6 separate regions of the Mus musculus genome follow, and all the other regions are linked to region 5. A link is a contact called in public Hi-C, HiChIP or PLAC-seq, Micro-C and promoter capture Hi-C data. All regions are on one chromosome and are shown on one strand. Each heading gives the region's core, a stretch centred on a gene start, on an enhancer-like site or on the middle of the called end of the contact. The rest is flanking DNA. Distances are from core to core; before and after follow the strand shown. Region 1 has its middle 110 kb from the start of Gm28643. Region 2 has its middle 25 kb from the start of Gm39806. Region 3 has its middle 21 kb from the start of Gm39806. Region 4 overlaps Gtdc1 (glycosyltransferase-like domain containing 1). Region 5 holds the start of Gtdc1 (glycosyltransferase-like domain containing 1). Region 6 overlaps Gtdc1 (glycosyltransferase-like domain containing 1).

Region 1 (2,700 bases), core at 94-2,593, 320 kb before region 5:
TTCATTGTAACTCACTAAACAACTATTCTTCAAGTGATCCGAATGCTACTTGTTTGATGTCTGCTGACTGTAAGTCCTGCATTGAAATCAGTAGATAGGTGCCAACTAGTTTTGTAGGCATGGAAAGTTGAGCATTCTAATCACGTCTTTGCCCCCAAGATGCAAATATAGATAGACAGACAAAGAGTCAAACAGACAGATAAATTCAAGCTTTGGAATCACTCTCAATTGTCGATAACTACTATTTATCAACCCTACATGTAAAATAAGCTCTTTTTCCCTAGTAGATAAAAGTAGTCTGCTTTCTTTGAGTGTTTCTTCTATGGCTGAAAATAGAAATAATACTACTACTAACTAGTTTTTCTAAAAGTCATATCAGCTTTAAGAAAAAAAATATTTCTCCACATCTTTAGTGACTGAACTAGCCTATCAGTCCAGTTTGCTTACATCTTCTTTAGTCTACATGCATCCATTCAAGTGAGGCTATACACTGGAGACAGATGAAGTTTGTCTCAAGGACTGAACACTGTCAAGCTAGTGAGTAACAATATACCCTCACCTACATCACCAACAAAATCATTATAACTACCATCGCAGGACACACCAATGTTACCATCAACTACCAGCTATAGTATTATCATCACCACCCTGGGATATGTCTTTGTTCTATATCATTTTTATTAATTAACAGAATTCACAAGAAAAGACAGTAGTTAAACCTCCTATCTGACATTATGCTTGGAAAAGTAGCAAGTGCAAATCCTCCACCTTCTACTGACCCTCTAAATTGGGATTCCTCAGTGTTCTATTAATTTTTTTTTCCTCTCACATCATTATGGTGTCATCCTCCTAAAGGAACTTGAAGAAGAAGAAAAAAAAAACACCACCAAACCCAATAGTTGAATTGGATCACTTTCTTTAGAAACTTAAAAGGCAGAATCTAAAATTGCTGGTTGGCCATGGTCCCTAGGAGCAGATGGGAGAACAGCAAGGGCCATGGTAGTACGAACAGATATACACAATTCACATTCTTTAAAGACAGTGACCAGGAGAGCATGAGAAAGGAGGAGAGGGCAAATCAGGGAGCCTGAAAGAGAAGTGAGTAGAGCTTGAAGCACGAGGGCAGAGGAAGCAAGCAAGGACAGGCAAAAGGAGAAGAGAAATTGGAGAGTGGGTGGCAGGGAGAACAAGCGAGAAAGAAGAGCACTAAACTGCAGCACATATGCCTAAACCCATGAAATTAACATATTGAAAATATCCAGTGCTTCCTTAAAGAGAAAACAGTGGTTGGATCAAGTCGCTGGTCCTCATAGATGAGGAAGCCAAGTGACACATTGTGGTAGGCAGCCTCTAAAAAGGCTCCTGCCACACTGTCCATGTATAATCCACTCGTTGAACGTGGGCATGGGCCAGGTCTAGTGACTCATTTCTAACTGAGAAAATACAGCAAAAAAAAAAAAAATTGATGGGGTGTCATTTCCAAGATTCAGTTACGAAAATGCTCTGCCTTCTCTGAGGCCCATCCTTTCTTGCTTTCTGTCACTTGCTCACTCTAAGGAATGCCAGCTGCCATCTTGTGAACTACACCATGAAAAGTGCTACATGACAAGGAACTGAGGGATGTCACTGGCCACTAGCCAGGGAGGAAATGGAGCCCGCCAGGCTGCCCTGCAAGAACACCCAAGAAGCTGAGCCCTGAACCACCTTGGCGGAGGTAAAAGCCAGTCCTCACTCTGCTGAGCTTGCAAAGGAGACTGACTGCAGCTGTGGATAACACTTTTGCTTCGACCTTGTGCAAGTCCCTAAAATAGAAGCACCTCCACCACCACTCAGTCCTTAGCCACACAAACTCTGGGACAATAACGATTTGTCAGTTCTAACTGCTAGATTCCAGAATAATTTCCTTACACAATAGGGCATGATTAATGTGTATATTTAATATAAAAACAACTTTGACTGAAGTTAACTCCAGATTAGTAGATGAATTTCCAATGTAATGCTAAACAGGATTGAATCTGAAGAGCAACCTATGAAAAAGGTGTAGATGTATCTCCAATTAGTTGTAAAGTTGACCTTTTATTTTGCATAGAGACCTAGGTTTGAACAACACTTTGGGACCAGGTCTCTGCTCACAGAAAACAAGTGGTTTAATACATCTAAAACAGTCTTTGGTGGTGGAAAATAACAGTCTTTATATGTAGAAGATGGAGCTTATAATTATCCTTGTTTGTCTGAACTGTCCTGAGATTAGCTTTGATCATGTGACAGAAACTACTTTGGTCAATGTAAAAAAAAAATCCCAAGATAAGTACTACAGACAAGCAGATCTCATTCACTGGAATTTCTCCAGGCCAGTAGCATTTTATACATTTGCAACTCCTTAAAAACTACTTCCTCTTTTTACGAGACACCAAGAGCACACACACAAATTAATTTTTGCCATTGTTATTTTTTAGGGTTTTCCCCCCCTAACTCAAGTGCATTCTTCTATTGATGCCCACCTCAAAACTGACCATTTAGTGTATATTGAAGATGTGGTCAAATAATTCTAAGATTATCCTGTTCATTATTTTAAAGGTATATATCTTGGCGAGCTTCCCAGAAACTGACCCAGAGATAAGAATTCTTGTTGGGATGATCTATGAAGAGACTGTTCTCAAAAGACGAGGGGGCCAGGAAGGGAAGAAAACTGAACGAGAG
Region 2 (2,783 bases), core at 61-2,560, 400 kb after region 5:
TTTAAATTCTCGGCTATGTATTATTATTTTGTTGTTGTTATACAAGGAGAAGAGTTTTCACATCATGAGAGAGGGAATAATTTGTATGAGCTCAGGTTTCACGTTAGCAGAAAAAGAGAAGCAATGCGTTGGTGGTGTTTTTATGACTTAGCTCCTCTGAGATATCAAAAGGCCACAACCATTGCTGAGATTTTAAGAATGGAATCCTGTCACTGCTGGGATCACACCTGCAGCCAACCCACACTAAAATCTTTATACATGTGTTTTTTTGTGGTACTGTGGATTAGACCCAGGCCTTCAAACATACTAAGCGCATACATACTGCTGAGGTAAAGCTCCGTCCCTCCATGTTGGCATTGATTTCATATTAAGGATAAATAACTTATGTAAAGTTATATGCTTACACTACTTTGAATTTCTTTACGTAAACAATGCCAGAATTTTATCTAAATCATATTTGGGGGATGGGGAGCAGTCTTACCTTGTAGTCCCTGGCTAACCTGGAACTCAGTACGAAGACCAGGCTGGCTTAACTCTGATCATTTGCCTCATATTGAGATTAGAGCTATTCACTACCATGGGCACTCAGAAGACTAGTGAATATGTTTTATAGGATATATATAGGTAGAGTTGTCGTCTTCTTCTTCTCCTTCTCCTTCTTCTTCTTCTCTATTCCCAGTATGACCCTCGAAAAGGAAAAAGATGAAGCCAGGCCTTGTTTACATAAGATAGCCAGAGCAATGTAGTGAGAGACCCAGTCTCAAAAACAAACAAAAAAGCAACAAAAGTTTATGAAAAAAGATGAAAAGACGTTAAAAGAATCTGTGGGAAGCAACAAGAGATGGGGGAGGTGTCAAATAACAAACAAATAACAAATTGACAGAAGGAAGGAATTTTTAAAAGTTAATAAAACAAAAATATATGATAAGGATGTCCAAAGAATTCTGGGATATGCAGCCTGTGTTCAAGGGGCTCTCCACTGTACCTGCTGGACAGGCTCCACTGCTCTGTCAGCTACAAGTGATTCTTCCATTTAGTCAGTGAAATCAGAGAACTTAAATAAATCATTGAAGACAGAAGGATTAGTAAAAGCTCGAAATGAAATCACACCCCAAATTATGTGTGCTGGGAAGGACTAGGCAGGCCATGCTGTCCCTCTGGGTGGAACAGAGAAGTCTGTCTTCTCCTTGGGCCCTTTCTTCTCCAGCTAATTACACAGCTGATTACTACCGAACAAAGGGAGACACAGAAGAGAAGGCTGACCAGGGTGAGCAGGGCCCGGCTGGGAGAAAGGAAGATGACTCATTGAAAAACCCTTTGTCCAGCCTGCTGCTGTGTCTGTGGTGACATCCTGGGCCTGGAAGAGTGGGGACTCCAGATGTGAGGAACTGAGGCGTTTTTTTTTTTTTTAGACCCAGGCAAGCCACAAAACAGCCATAAAAGCCCTTCAGATTTCTTTCTTCATTTTCTTTCACAAGACCTGGCCTGGTATGGCCTGGCCTTAGGGAGGGAGCCTCCCTCCAGAGCAGCTAACCAAGAGGCCAGGGGCTCTTCTGCCTGTGTGGCATGCTCAAGACTCCTTCTCTTTCTTATTAAGCCCCCAACCAATTTATAGTTTCCATTTTACTCAACAGAGAGCACTGGCAGGAGACAGAAGTGCAGAGAGCTAAGGATTGTGACTTTGAACCAGCGAAGGTGACTGTCTGCCATTTGCCAACAGTGAGGTAAAAAAAAAAGGGGGGGGGCAGATAGGTATTCTAAAACATTTTTTAAAAGTTTTAAAAAAATCAGGATCTTGTCCTTCTTAAGAAAATGCTCTGTACAGATTTTACTACATCAGAAAAAAATCATTCCCATTTTGTGATATTTTTGAGAAAGAAATAAAGGTCATTTGAAATTTCCCAATTCTATTTTGCTGTTGTCTTGAATAATTCTGGATAGAGCCATTGTTTAAACTTTTTCTATTCTAATCAAAGATGGGTTTGAGGCTTTTAAATAAGACCAAGGGTTAAAGAATGACTACTTAGCCTGCTAAATATTTCAGTGAGGGAGTGGGAGTCTCGGCCTTTTGAGTTCTCTTCCTCCTTTCAAGTGCCTAGGTTAAAAATTAAGCCCCTGCAGTGAAGGGCACCTGTATTTGTTTGCCCTGTTATGCTGCTATTCTGAGATGCTTTACAGCTGTCTAAATTAGCATAATTAAATCCACATCAATTAAAAGCCTCAATCACCCCTCTCCGCTTCACATGTAGATGGTGACATTTGTCTAAGGTGGTAAGTAACAAAGAGACTTTTTAACAGTTGAAGACCTGGCTGAAAAGGTGGTTGCTGGGATTGATCCATTGTAAAGGGTTTACCTTAATGCTCCGCAAGTGGTCAATGAGAGTTATTTGGTCAAAGTAGTGGAAGTTTGCATTTCAATGCTGCTGGCCGTTAAAGAAGTGCCTTTTACCACAGGCCTCGTGGGGCAGGGCTCTTTATCCTCCAGTAATGAGGAGAAACAAAGAGGCATTCTGACCTGGCCAGAGAACCCTTTACTTTTAAAGGAGGGGGAACCCTGTGACCTCAGGACCAAGGGAAGATTGCTCCAAGTGGCTGGCAAAGAAAATTCCTGGAGATGGAAAGAGACATGGGGCCCAGGGGTTAATTTCTGGAACAGAATATTTTGCATACAAATGAAAAATGACCGGATTCCTGTTACCCTTCGTTTTCAATGTCATCAGCATGAAGCAGCAGCCCATGTTCCCTCGCCATTTGAAGACTGTTCATTACCTTAGAGAAAGGGG
Region 3 (2,700 bases), core at 13-2,512, 450 kb after region 5:
TGAGATGAAAAGACTCATCCTAAAAATGGGTAGCATTCTACCTGGGCCTTAGGTTTTACACTGTATATGGTGGTTCAGAAAAAAAATAGCTCCCATAGGCTTATATGCTTAGTCATCAGGGAGTGGCACTATTTTGAAAGGATTAGAAGGATTAGGAGGTGTGGCCTTGTTGGAGGATGTGTGTCACTTGGGGTAGGCTTTGAGATTTCCAAAGCTCATGCCAGTCCCAGGTCCACGGACTCACTATCTCTCCCTCCCCTATCCCACCCACCCTTCTGACTATGGAGTAGGATGCACCTCTCAGTTACTGTGCCATGCTTGCCTGCCTCCATGTTCCCAAACACAATGATAATAGAATAACCCTCTGAAACTGTAAACAAGTCTCCAATTAAATGCTTTGTAAAAGAAGAGTTACATTGGTTGTGGTATCTCTTTACAGTAATAAAACAGTGACTAAGACACTATACAAAGAAGAGTAAGTGAGCTGAGTGCTAGCATTCATCACAGTTTCCTGATTGTGGATACAGTATGACCAGCTGTTCCAAATTCCTGCTACTTTGACTTTTCTGCAATGATGGGCTATGTCCTTGTATGGGCACAGAAATGAACCCCTTTCTCACAAGTCTCAGGGTGTTTTATCAAAGCAAGAGGAGAAGAAACTAACGCAGTAACCAAGAGAAAATATCAAAACTTACATAAATTTTATTCTAGTTCTTTTTGGTTTTGTTTTCTGTCTTTATAACATCCATATCAACTTGGGGTGAAGGAAGAAAGCAACAGATTATGTCTGATAACCCTACCAGATAGCTAGGCTTGCTTGGTGGCCTCAGAATAGGGTTGAGCTGTATCAAAGAAAACAATGTCACAAGGGAAAGGCCACTGAGACTCATGCTTCAGCATAGCAAGCCCAGTCTAGTCAGTCCTAAGTGATGAGAAAAATCTCTGCTTGGCCTAGTGTACACATATGCCTGATATACTAACCCACCTTCATTTAACCATTTTCATTAGAGCAATCTGAACTTCTTATGTGGAAGCCCAGGACTCTAGAAAGCACTAAATTCAAACTAGTAGTTGGACTCAAGTCTACAGTGACGCAGCACAACTTCTGGATTCACCTAGTCAAAGCAGCCACGGGCCAGTTTAGATTCAAGCTGGCCAAAGAATAAACTCTATTTCATGAGAGAGGGAGTTATGAGTAATGGCATGATGAGGGAGAACAGCCTTGGATGACATTCCTTTCTGTTCACATGTCCTTGTAGAGCTCTTTCTCATCGCCTAGAGCCGACCTACCGTTGGTGACTTGCTATGCTGATTTGTGAGTCACTGTGCCTTATCCCTTCTTTTCTGAGACTACTTTCTTTAGGTAGAGCCAACTGCTATATTGAGAATCTCCTGAAAAGCCCAGGGGAAAGGAAATTAAGACCTTATAAACACCCAGTATTAACTTGCCTCCTATGTGAAAAGCCACATTACAAGTATTTCATCCACCTCTTCTTAAGCTTCAGGTGACTGCAGCCTCATGGAAGATCCCAAGCAGGACCCACCGGGTAGGTTGTCCATGAGTTCTGCCCTACTGGGACCATGTGCTATAAAACATATTGATGTTTGGGGACGGTAAAATTTTACAGTGCTTAGTCAAAGAACGACACAGAAGTAATACAGAGACCATCTTGGAGATAATCTGGGAGTTTCATCTAGGTTTGCTTCACTAAAACTCTAATAGGAGTCTCTGAGTCATAACAACATTATGCAACAAAGGTCACGATATCCTAGACACCCACCCCTTTCCCATCACATGACTTCTTGGAACAAAGACAGGACAAATGTCAGATGCCATGAAGCAGGATATGTTAAAAGAAGGATTCTGGGTTCAGAAGTGGCACAGTCTTTATGCAAACATAGACTCCTAGAAGCATGTAGATGGTCATCTTTGGACAGAATTGTCAATAACACTTAAATACACAATAATTTGGACAGAAATTAGGACAGAATTGTCAATAACACTGCAGGACTATAGAAATACAAACCCAAAAGTTTCCTGAAGAACATCAAAGTTGTAGCAAAGTTTCCTGAAAAAACATTGGGGTTCTAGTAGAGACTTGTTCTTGTCTTCTGCCAAAGAATATGTATAAATTAGTATTTTCTCTTCAAAGAGGCCATGGGCATTTGAGTAGCCAGTAATCTGGTAGGATGGCTACCTACAGCTTCCTGATCAATCTGTCCTTGTATCTTTTCAGTACACTTATACCTTCAAATCAAGAATAAACCTAACTTTTTCTCTGAGTATTTTAAAGAAACTTCTTAAAATATATGAAGGTAATTCTAATGAAGTCTTCAAATAATGGAACAGAGTCCCAATCAACCATCTTTTGTCACCAAACAAACCTTTCAGTGGCAGGACTGGGTTATATCCAGTTGGATTGTTCCATAAAATTCCCCGAAGAACCCAGGCTATTGCTAAGGAAATAGGTTGCTCTCTATAAACTGACAAGACCCAATTGCTGAATATAACACCTATACAACTCACTGAACAAAGAGAGGGTGAGCTGATTCCTACATAGAGCCTTTACCTCTGTGTACTTAATGTCTTTGGTACAGAAAAGTACTTTGCATGCTATCAAAGACAAATGTAAACACCAAGTCAGCCACAAACCCTTTGATCTGCAATCTGTTCTGCCTGAAAGACCTGCTAGGATGAAG
Region 4 (2,700 bases), core at 188-2,687, 290 kb after region 5:
ATGCAGTGACTTATTTACCAATTGATTAAGGAATTCAGCTATACCCAAGATGACCTTAAGAATAATCCCAGCAGCAGGGCGTGGTGGCACACGCCTCTAATCCCAGCACTCGGGAGGCAGAGGCAGGAAGATTTCTGAGTTCGAGGCCAGCCTGGTCTACAAAGTGAGTTCCAGGACAGCCAGGGCTGCACAGAGAAACCCTGTCTTGAAAAACCAAAAAAAAAAAAAAAAAAAAAAAAAGAAAAAAAAAAGGAATAATCCCAGCATTAGATAAGGTGTCAAAGAGCAAAAGAGCAAAGTGACCAGAAGACTGCACAAAGGCCCATAGTGCCGGTAGGAAACTAGGGGAAAAGAAGGAAAAAGAAGTATGACTTAAGAAAGTCTGCTTCCACTGAGAGAGGGAATTCTATCGTGGGAAGTTTACCTAGGGATTTTCCTAACTATTGAATTACTAGAGGAAACCTTGTATAAGCTAGAATTTAGTTACCTTAGAGAGCTTCTTTGTCAGGGCAGTAGAAATAAGTCATTCATGTTGGCAAAGATGCAAGGTAGATTTCATATTGTCAGACATTCATAAGGACTTTGAATTTCTGTGTGAAGACTATATCCTAAAGGAGTTTTATAAAATTGGGTAAGTGAATTGCTCATACAAGTAGGCAGTTAAATTAGCAAAGTATATAATCTAAAACACTTTGAAACTAAGAGAGAATGGGAATTCGAGACATAACCATTTAAGATAAATAATACTAGTCATATATATATACACTGCTCTAAGAGAGTCCATATAAACAAATGGTGAAAGAAAAGTTACCCCCAAAGTGGAGATTTGTAGAAATTACTCTTACAAATCATGGTGGAAAATAAAAACAAGTAGGAATAGGCTCGTAGGAACAAAACCATTGTTTCCTTAGGACAGCCTTATATCGGAGCCACTTAAAGGGAAGGAATCAGGAAACCAGCCTTCACAGTAGGAGAGGAGTCTCTTTCTCTGTCTTTACTAAGTTTGTCTCATCTCTAGCACCAGACACAGCTAATAAGGCCTGTCTGGTGGTCACAAATCTTATTTCAGTTTCAACATGCATTTCTTGGGCCTATGAATAGTTAGATGATATCTTCTTGTTAATTTTAACTGAAACTAATTTTTATGGATGATTATTTTTTATCACAAATCTGTCCTGTCCAAGGAAGATACTCTCTCTCAAGATTGCTGTCAGTATTTCATGTCACCTTTGAATGCTTACACCACAGAAGACAAATGTTGACTCTGATACCAAATTCTATCTATTAAAACAAACAAACAAACAAAAAGAAAGAAAGAAAAAGCAGTCTCAGCCATTGTAGTGCTATTTGGTGTCTCATTCTTCAAAGCACTTGTGCTGGGTGTGTGAGATTATGACTGGCTCATCTGTGACTAGACTCTGTTCAAACAACTTTCATGGACATGTGCCACCTATTTTACTAATATTTGCCCTTAGTCATCACCAGTGAAATAGAGCATGCCTCTATACCACAGCCAACCAATCAACCAAGAATAGGACTCTCTCCTTAATGCTGTGGCTTATAAACATACAGTTATAATTAGCATGCATTTCTTTTTGCTTGTGATTCTTCTATTTAGTAAAGATAGCATTGCAGGAGGTAAAGAGAGAATGTGTATACAATCAAATTCTGTGTCAAGAGGTTTGCTTTTATACTTTATAGATACATTAGAAAGTATATAAATCTGCTTACCATATAATTGATGTATTGGAGACATGTGGGTGAGCATGATCTTTTAATTATCTTTGCTATTTGCTTATGTGAGTAAATTCTAAAAATGTTAATTTGTAATTAATTTCTAACACATTGTTGGGCAACAGTGAATAGGGTTTTGGTTTTATTTTGTTGTTGTTGTTGTTTTTGTTGTTGTTGTTTGGTTTGGTTTAGTCTTTTGTAAATTACCCAAAGGCTTAGATTACTGTATGGTCTGTTTGTGTCTTACTGGTTAGTTTTAGAAGTTACTTATTTCTTATTCCTCTTTACTTTCTCCCTAAGTTGGTTTCAATTCAAGAATCCACAGAAACCACTTACGTGACCGTGCTTGATTTTTATGTCATCTGTATTTTCTGAACCATGTCTTCTTCTGTCACCTTTGCATGAGTCTTATGCTTTCTTTCATATTCCCTACTAATATTGTCTACTAACACAGACCCATGTAGAGTTTCTCCTTTGAAGTCATCATTTTCCCAAGGGCATGCCTCTTCACATCCCTCCCACCATCACTAGTATAGAACAGTTATCACCCATCTGCCTGCCCCATGCTTTTCACCCATGGTTCTTCAGGCCTCAAGTAGCATTTCTTAGAGTTTCCCGGGTCAACTATCAGTTCTGAAGATGCCATATTAGGGAGGTTTCTTGTTACATAGGGTGCTAAGTTTGGGAGAGTTTTTATTTATTATGATATGAGAGGTACTCAAATGAGAGGATAAATAGACATTTGTATAGTATTTGGTATTGTGCAACTGTAAAAGCCCTTCACTGGATGAATGTTGTGTAACCCTCATTTCCTAAACTTGTTTTCTTAAGAAACATTTTTGGAGCCGGGTGTGGCGGCGCATGCCTTTTATCCCAGCACTTGGGAGGCAGAGGCAGGCGGATTTCTGAGTTCGAGGCCAGCCTGGTCTACAGAGTGAGTTCCAGGACAGCCAGGGCTATACAGAG
Region 5 (2,700 bases), core at 122-2,621:
CTGGACTTCAGATCTTAATCAGCAAAATAATAATAAAGACTCCCGGTGATCTTAAGTATACAATTCATGTATAAAATTATGGCTTTTTCCAGATTGATGAATAATAGTAGGCTTTGGGCTTTTCCCCAATATTTTATTCTGTGAAAAAGGATTTACTAGATCCATTTGCCATTTGGAATTCTCATTTTCAGCTTTCTGCATTCACTTTTTTTGTGTTTCCCAATTTGTGTAAAAGTAGATGGACAGATGGTTTATTAGGCTTTTTAAATGCTCGGGATACTGTTGTTCAAGTCAACAGAGGTTTTAAGCTTTGGAGGTCCACATAGAGTGTGGGCTTTGTTTAGAACAGAAGATCGTTTTCACTGTTCAATTTAAGGATAACAATGTTTTCTCACATAACTTTAAGCAACTTGTGGTTGTAACTCCAAAGGCCTAATCAGGCTCTGTTATTTTGGTATGCTTAATGCATTTCTGCACTACAGTCTGTTCCAAGTTGTAGCTTTAAAAATGAAGTTACCAGATAAAAGCATAGACCTACCGTTGCATGTTCTGTCTTTGCATGAATCATTTAATCCACAACGTGATCCCAAATACGAAATCACTAATTCAGACTCACAGAAATGTAAGGGAGATAAATTCCTATTTTTAATAGAAACCATTTAGACTTTCTTGGATTCTTTCTGACTTTTAATTGCTCTGTAGCTGCTCTTGTGGGGACCGCAGATATGTTATTATTAATACTCTAAGATGCATCTGTAATACGTATAGTCTCGACAGCCAAAAGGCTGCATATAAGTTAAGTACAGGAAACGCCAGCATCGGCTAGGAGAGGTCCCGCAAGAATTCCGAGGGGGGGGGGGGGGAAAGCGGGGCGTGCTGACCAATACCTGCAGGAGGGTGTGCACTCGCCTTGCGGGGTCCCCGAGGCTTAGGCGCGCCCGGAAGGACAGGGAAGGGGACTACAGGTGCCGGCTAGCCACCTGCCTGAGAACGTGCGAGCCGGTGAGTCAGCCCCCAGACCTCTCAGGGGAAGAGAAGGCCGCAGCGCGAGCGAGCGGAGGCAGCGACCAGAGGAGTGAGAGAGAGTACGGAAAAGCCGAAGGGGCGGCGGGGGCGCTGGCCTGACTGGAAAGCGTACGCGGGGCCCGTGGGCGGAGAGCAGGTGTGAGGAGCCGCGCCACCGTGGAGAGTTCGCCCAGCACCGCGCGTCCTCTGAGTCACCGACTAGGCGTGGAGGCCGCCGTCCGGGGGCGGAGCCTCAGGCTTGTGGGCGGGGAGGGGCGGGGCGAGGGCGGGGCCGGCGCCTGACGCGCCCCAAGGCCGCGGCAGCCGCAGCGGGGAGGGGCTGCGGCCTCGGTGGCGGCCGCGGGGGAGGGGCTCGGCGTCAGCGCGTCGCCAGCTGGGCTGTCGGTGGCCTGGAGGGAGCCGTGGAGGAGGAGGAGGAGAGGAGGAGGAGGAGGAGGAGGTGAGTCGCCTTGGCTGGGAGCTGCGCTGGCCGCGGGAGGCGGGGAGCGCGGCCCCTCCCTCCCGGCGCCCGCCTCGCGGGGCCGCGCCGCGCGGAGTTCCCAGTGGGGCGGCGGCCGCGAGGAGCGGAGGGGGAGGAGGGCGGAGCCGGGGCCGCGCTTCCCGGGCGCACGCGCGGCCTCCTGCTCTGCCCGGCCGCGCTGTGGCCCCGGGCGATGCTTTTCCCTAGCGCGGAGCTTGGGAAGGGCAGAGTCCAGGCGGACACTGGGACATCGTGCCATGGCTCCCGCGCAGCAAGGCCTGGCCTGCGCTTTCCTACTCGGGATCCACCTCAGGCGGCGAGACCCAACACCTCGCGGCCCCTCATTAGAGGATTCGGCATAGGCCTGATGTTTCCGCAGGATCCCGCCTGACGGGGCTTTCTAAAGCGAGGAAGGGCTCTTGGAGTTAATAAGTCTTTACAACTAACCGAACGACAGCAAAGTTGCATTAATAAATCAGTTTAACCCTCGATCTCGCGATAGGCAGCGTCTGCACCCCAATTCCCACTTCGCGGGGCTCGTGCAACTTTTACAGTCGTAGAACTACCCCTCATTGGATAAGCTTTGAAATAATTCTTAAAGTTAGTGCCTTGAGGCCCTGGGAAGTTCAAAGGAAAGGGCTTACATTTTCCCTCCCATCTGTATCACAGTTAAGGAAATGGAAAACGTGAATTGAAGGCGATCGTTCTCCACGCTGAGGATCATCGTCCCCTCTGTGCCCAGCTTGCGTGACTTAGCACCCCTGAAGTTGACTTTAAAGCTTACTGTAGTGGTTAGGTAAAGGAACTGCTGTGGGGGAAAAGGCAGTATAACTCAACAGAGCCATTTTATTGTGTCTTATTAACCCGTTTACCTTAAGCTTTATCAGTGACAAGAGTTTCATGTTGGAACCCACATACCCAGTGAGATACTGAATTTTCATTAGTACATTCCAGGTTTTGATGTGAAATAGATTCTCAGCTTCAACTGAGAAGAATTATACACTGTTGTCCTTAGGGTCTTGTTCTGTATTTAATGAAACAGTTTAATATTGAGGATTGGGGAAACACATTTTGAATCAGGATACTCCGACAAACTTAAACCATACCTACGAATACACTTTATAGCAACACAGTGTCTTTACTTCTGTTCTGAAATCATGCTGACAGTTTTACCTTATAAATCCTAGACTAATAGGACTCTCTGTTGGTGAGGG
Region 6 (2,700 bases), core at 136-2,635, 300 kb after region 5:
CCTTCCAGGTGCTGTAGACACCTTCACACATCCTTGGATTGGCGTGCGATATCAGTGTTATATACACTGATGCTTGGCCTCAGGTTGGCATGCCATGGTAACTCTACACCTGCCACGGTAGCCGAATGGCACCCTGAATGCTGCTGCTTTTGAAACAGTGTACTCTTGAGACTGGCTGTGTTCTTCAGCTGGGCCCAGTCAGTGGTTTCAGCAAGAACACCCCCAGGGAGTGGAGTCCTAGAGTAAGAACACAAGACAAAAGACTGTAGATGGTCCCTAAATTACTTTCTCCTTTTCTTGGGAAGATTGTTGGACCACATTTTCTAGCCTCTATTTGGGATAACTGCCTCATTTAATCTTAGCATTTACTCAGGATGATGGAGCCACTTCCAAGCTTGGACAATAGAAAACATCCCAAGCCCTCTCTTATGCCCCTCTTCCTTTCCATCTAGACATAGATGTCACTTGATGATGATAGTGTCTCTCTAGTTCTGGAACATTAGATAAATGCTGTTCAGCAAAGCCACTTGTCAAATGTCTACCAGCCTGATATTACAAACAAGGATTTTATGCATACTCAACTGTGTAATCTGTCACCCTGCCTCAGGTGGTCACTAGCAATAATAGTGAACAGAAGAAGCCAGGATACACTCCAAAGAGTTTGCCTATAGTCGGCAAATGGAGATGCTATTTAGTGAGCTGGGAAACATACTAAGTTATAAATATGTTCTTGACCTGAAATTGGATATTTCTAACAGGAAGTTGATAGCCAAGTGTTGATAGCCAAGGTGAGAAACAAGGGCTGAAGATGGCAATTTCAGAATTATGTGTAAGATATGTACAACTTCTTTAAAGAATTTTTAATATGCTAGATTTTAAATTTAACTGTTAGCTTCCTGGTTGTAAACATTGAATCTATCCTAAGTGCAAGAATATCAATTGTGCCCTCCAGCAGTTGTGACAGAGTCTTAGCCCTAGTTGTGACTGTCATTAGCATCGTGTCTGAAGACAGGCTGCCCACTCTCTAGTGGCAGTTTCTTCTTTAGAGGAAAGGGATAATGTAGCCTGTGTTGAGGGATTAAAGATGATATATGAAAATGAGCTAGCATACACAGTTCCTGGACAAGAAAAATCTCTAATAAACCAGCATTGGCTATTTTTATTAGTGAATTAAGCCCAGCACCTCATTAGCTGACACGGGACTGTTGATCTCGCCTACTATCGTCTATTGGTTAAAATCCATTTTTCTTAACTCTTAGAAAAAGAAAAAGAACGATACAGCTAAATAAAGTCATCCTTTTTTGTCTCCATTTTCAGCCTACCAAAACAAGTACATACTGTGCAGAAAAAATGGAATTAAACTACAGAACAAACACTTCTAAGTGGCTGCCTTGTAAATGAAGTCTATAAAAGGCTACCAAATGTCGCTTCTCATTGTATGACTGTTAGGGTATTACTAAACCTAGATAGAAGGGTTTTTTTTTTTTTTTTGAACCTTTTACATCAAGCACTCACACTGTAAATATCACAAATTATTTCCATTTTTAGCAGGATGGATGCCATAAGCTTTTGAGTGATAATGATGATGCCTAGATAGCAAGAGAATAAATCACATGATTTAAAGATGGCCTGGTGGACTGAAGACATTAACTAAAGACACCCACAGCCAGTACTTCAAGGAGCTCTCATTTAAGCCAAGTTAGAATAATCTTTTAAAAACATGTTGGCTGGAACGTAAGAAAAAGATAGAAATGTGTACTGGCTAGTTTTATGTCAACTTGATACAAGCTAGAGTCGTCAGAGACCCTCAGTTGAGGAAATGCCTCCATGAGATCCAGCTGTAAGGCATTTTCTCAGTTAGTGGTCAACTGGGAAGAGCCAAGCCATTATGGGTGATGCCATGCCCAGACTAGTGGGCCTGGGTTCTATAAAAAAGCAGCCCCTCTCCATGACCTTTGCCTCAGCTCCTGTCTGCAGGTTCCTGCCCTATTTGAGTTCTTGTCCTGACTTCCTTCAGTGATGAACTGCATCATGGAAGCATAAGCTGAATCTGAATAAACCCCTTTTCTCCCCAAGTTACTTTGGTCATGGTGTCTCATCGTAGCAATGGATCACTGACTAAGACAGGAATGTAAACTAGTACAGCCATTATGGAAATCAGAATAAAATTTCTCACAAAATTGAAAATTAATTATGTAATCCAACACTCCCATTATTGTGAATCCAAAGAAAATCAAATCAGTCTATTTATGATAGCTAAGATAGGGAATCAACCAGACTGGTGGATAAAGAAAATGGGGCATTCATACATCATAGATACTATTTAGCAAATAAAAATAGAATAGATCCTGACATTTGTGATAAAGTGGATAAACATGAAGGACAATACATTAAGGGAAGTAAACCAGAAACAGAAAAATGTACCTCAGCATTCATTCATATGTAGATTCTAAAGCAATGGTGGGCTCTCAACATGTAAACATATGTTAAAATGTGCCTGCGTCTTGTGAGAGCACTTCCAGAGGATTAATAATGGAGAAAAACCACCCCAAATATGTCAGTGCCACCCCATAATCTAAGGCTCGGGACCAAATAAAAAGGAGACCCGCCTTCTCTCTTGCTGTTCCTTGCTGCCCTGACGTAAGCAGCCTGCTCTACCAGTCAGAAGATCTACATTGCCTCAAGCTAAAAGAGAGACAA

Evidence for each region. Promoter capture Hi-C pulls out the DNA fragments that hold promoters and counts their contacts. A called contact is a pair of places that touch in the nucleus more often than the background predicts. HiChIP or PLAC-seq counts read pairs in DNA pulled down with a chosen protein or histone mark.
Region 1: an H3K4me3 HiChIP or PLAC-seq map of bone marrow-derived macrophages shows a contact between it and region 5, with 4 times the contacts expected there. The contact joins the enhancer-like site here to the promoter of Gtdc1 in region 5. A contact is called at or near these places in 1 of 39 promoter capture datasets (HPC-7-derived erythroid cells), 2 of 484 Hi-C or Micro-C datasets (cardiomyocytes and cerebral cortex), 2 of 115 datasets of contacts at active chromatin or transcription factors (bone marrow-derived macrophages and microglia) and 1 of 9 other capture datasets (liver).
Region 2: a contact with region 5 is called in a Micro-C map of embryonic stem cells, with 4 times the contacts expected there. The contact joins the enhancer-like site here to the promoter of Gtdc1 in region 5. A contact is called at or near these places in 4 of 39 promoter capture datasets (3T3-L1-derived adipocytes, cranial neural crest, embryonic stem cells and 1 more), 1 of 15 datasets of contacts at CTCF or cohesin (the NIH/3T3 cell line), 6 of 484 Hi-C or Micro-C datasets (the N1E-115 cell line, embryonic stem cells, myocytes and 2 more) and 13 of 115 datasets of contacts at active chromatin or transcription factors (the 230-238 cell line, bone marrow-derived macrophages, embryonic fibroblasts and 6 more).
Region 3: a contact with region 5 is called in a promoter capture Hi-C map of trophoblast stem cells, with 5 times the contacts expected there. The contact joins the enhancer-like site here to the promoter of Gtdc1 in region 5. A contact is called at or near these places in 11 of 39 promoter capture datasets (the 3T3-L1 cell line, 3T3-L1-derived adipocytes, cranial neural crest and 4 more), 3 of 484 Hi-C or Micro-C datasets (the G1E-ER4 cell line, the N1E-115 cell line and embryonic stem cells) and 13 of 115 datasets of contacts at active chromatin or transcription factors (the 230-238 cell line, embryonic stem cells, epiblast stem cells and 4 more).
Region 4: an HNF4G HiChIP or PLAC-seq map of pancreatic cancer cells shows a contact between it and region 5. The contact joins the enhancer-like site here to the promoter of Gtdc1 in region 5. A contact is called at or near these places in 1 of 39 promoter capture datasets (3T3-L1-derived adipocytes), 2 of 484 Hi-C or Micro-C datasets (cerebral cortex and rod photoreceptor) and 3 of 115 datasets of contacts at active chromatin or transcription factors (bone marrow-derived macrophages, neural progenitor cells and pancreatic cancer cells).
Region 6: a Hi-C map of cortical neurons shows a contact between it and region 5, with 1.7 times the contacts expected there. The contact joins the enhancer-like site here to the promoter of Gtdc1 in region 5. A contact is called at or near these places in 1 of 39 promoter capture datasets (3T3-L1-derived adipocytes), 3 of 484 Hi-C or Micro-C datasets (cerebral cortex, cortical neurons and rod photoreceptor) and 2 of 115 datasets of contacts at active chromatin or transcription factors (bone marrow-derived macrophages and neural progenitor cells).

The regions. Positions count from the first base shown.
Region 1 is chr2:45,245,319-45,248,018 of GRCm38.p6, reverse strand. It overlaps Vis1. Among named protein-coding and RNA genes, the nearest start is that of Gm28643, 110 kb to the right of the region's middle. Within about 2 kb of position 1,343, at least 51 of the 459 cell types and tissues checked have an H3K27ac peak or open chromatin away from gene starts, as enhancers often do. A contact at or near this core is called in bone marrow-derived macrophages, cerebral cortex and microglia, where this site is marked.
Region 2 is chr2:44,525,053-44,527,835 of GRCm38.p6, reverse strand. No RefSeq gene overlaps it. Among named protein-coding and RNA genes, the nearest start is that of Gm39806, 25 kb to the right of the region's middle. Within about 2 kb of position 1,310, at least 140 of the 459 cell types and tissues checked have an H3K27ac peak or open chromatin away from gene starts, as enhancers often do. A contact at or near this core is called in the N1E-115 cell line, the NIH/3T3 cell line, embryonic fibroblasts and 5 more, where this site is marked.
Region 3 is chr2:44,478,448-44,481,147 of GRCm38.p6, reverse strand. No RefSeq gene overlaps it. Among named protein-coding and RNA genes, the nearest start is that of Gm39806, 21 kb to the left of the region's middle. Within about 2 kb of position 1,262, at least 4 of the 459 cell types and tissues checked have an H3K27ac peak or open chromatin away from gene starts, as enhancers often do. A contact at or near this core is called in trophoblast stem cells, where this site is marked.
Region 4 is chr2:44,640,853-44,643,552 of GRCm38.p6, reverse strand. The region is part of intron 5 of Gtdc1 (glycosyltransferase-like domain containing 1); the gene reads left to right. Among named protein-coding and RNA genes, the nearest start is that of Gm52509, 13 kb to the left of the region's middle. Within about 2 kb of position 1,437, at least 8 of the 459 cell types and tissues checked have an H3K27ac peak or open chromatin away from gene starts, as enhancers often do. A contact at or near this core is called in pancreatic cancer cells, where this site is marked.
Region 5 is chr2:44,925,907-44,928,606 of GRCm38.p6, reverse strand. Gtdc1 (glycosyltransferase-like domain containing 1) reads left to right here and starts at 1,371. Exons shown (of 11, transcript NM_001362987.1): 1 at 1,371-1,465.
Region 6 is chr2:44,621,391-44,624,090 of GRCm38.p6, reverse strand. All of the region lies in intron 6 of Gtdc1 (glycosyltransferase-like domain containing 1), which reads left to right. Among named protein-coding and RNA genes, the nearest start is that of Gm52509, 32 kb to the left of the region's middle. Within about 2 kb of position 1,385, at least 8 of the 459 cell types and tissues checked have an H3K27ac peak or open chromatin away from gene starts, as enhancers often do. A contact at or near this core is called in cortical neurons, where this site is marked.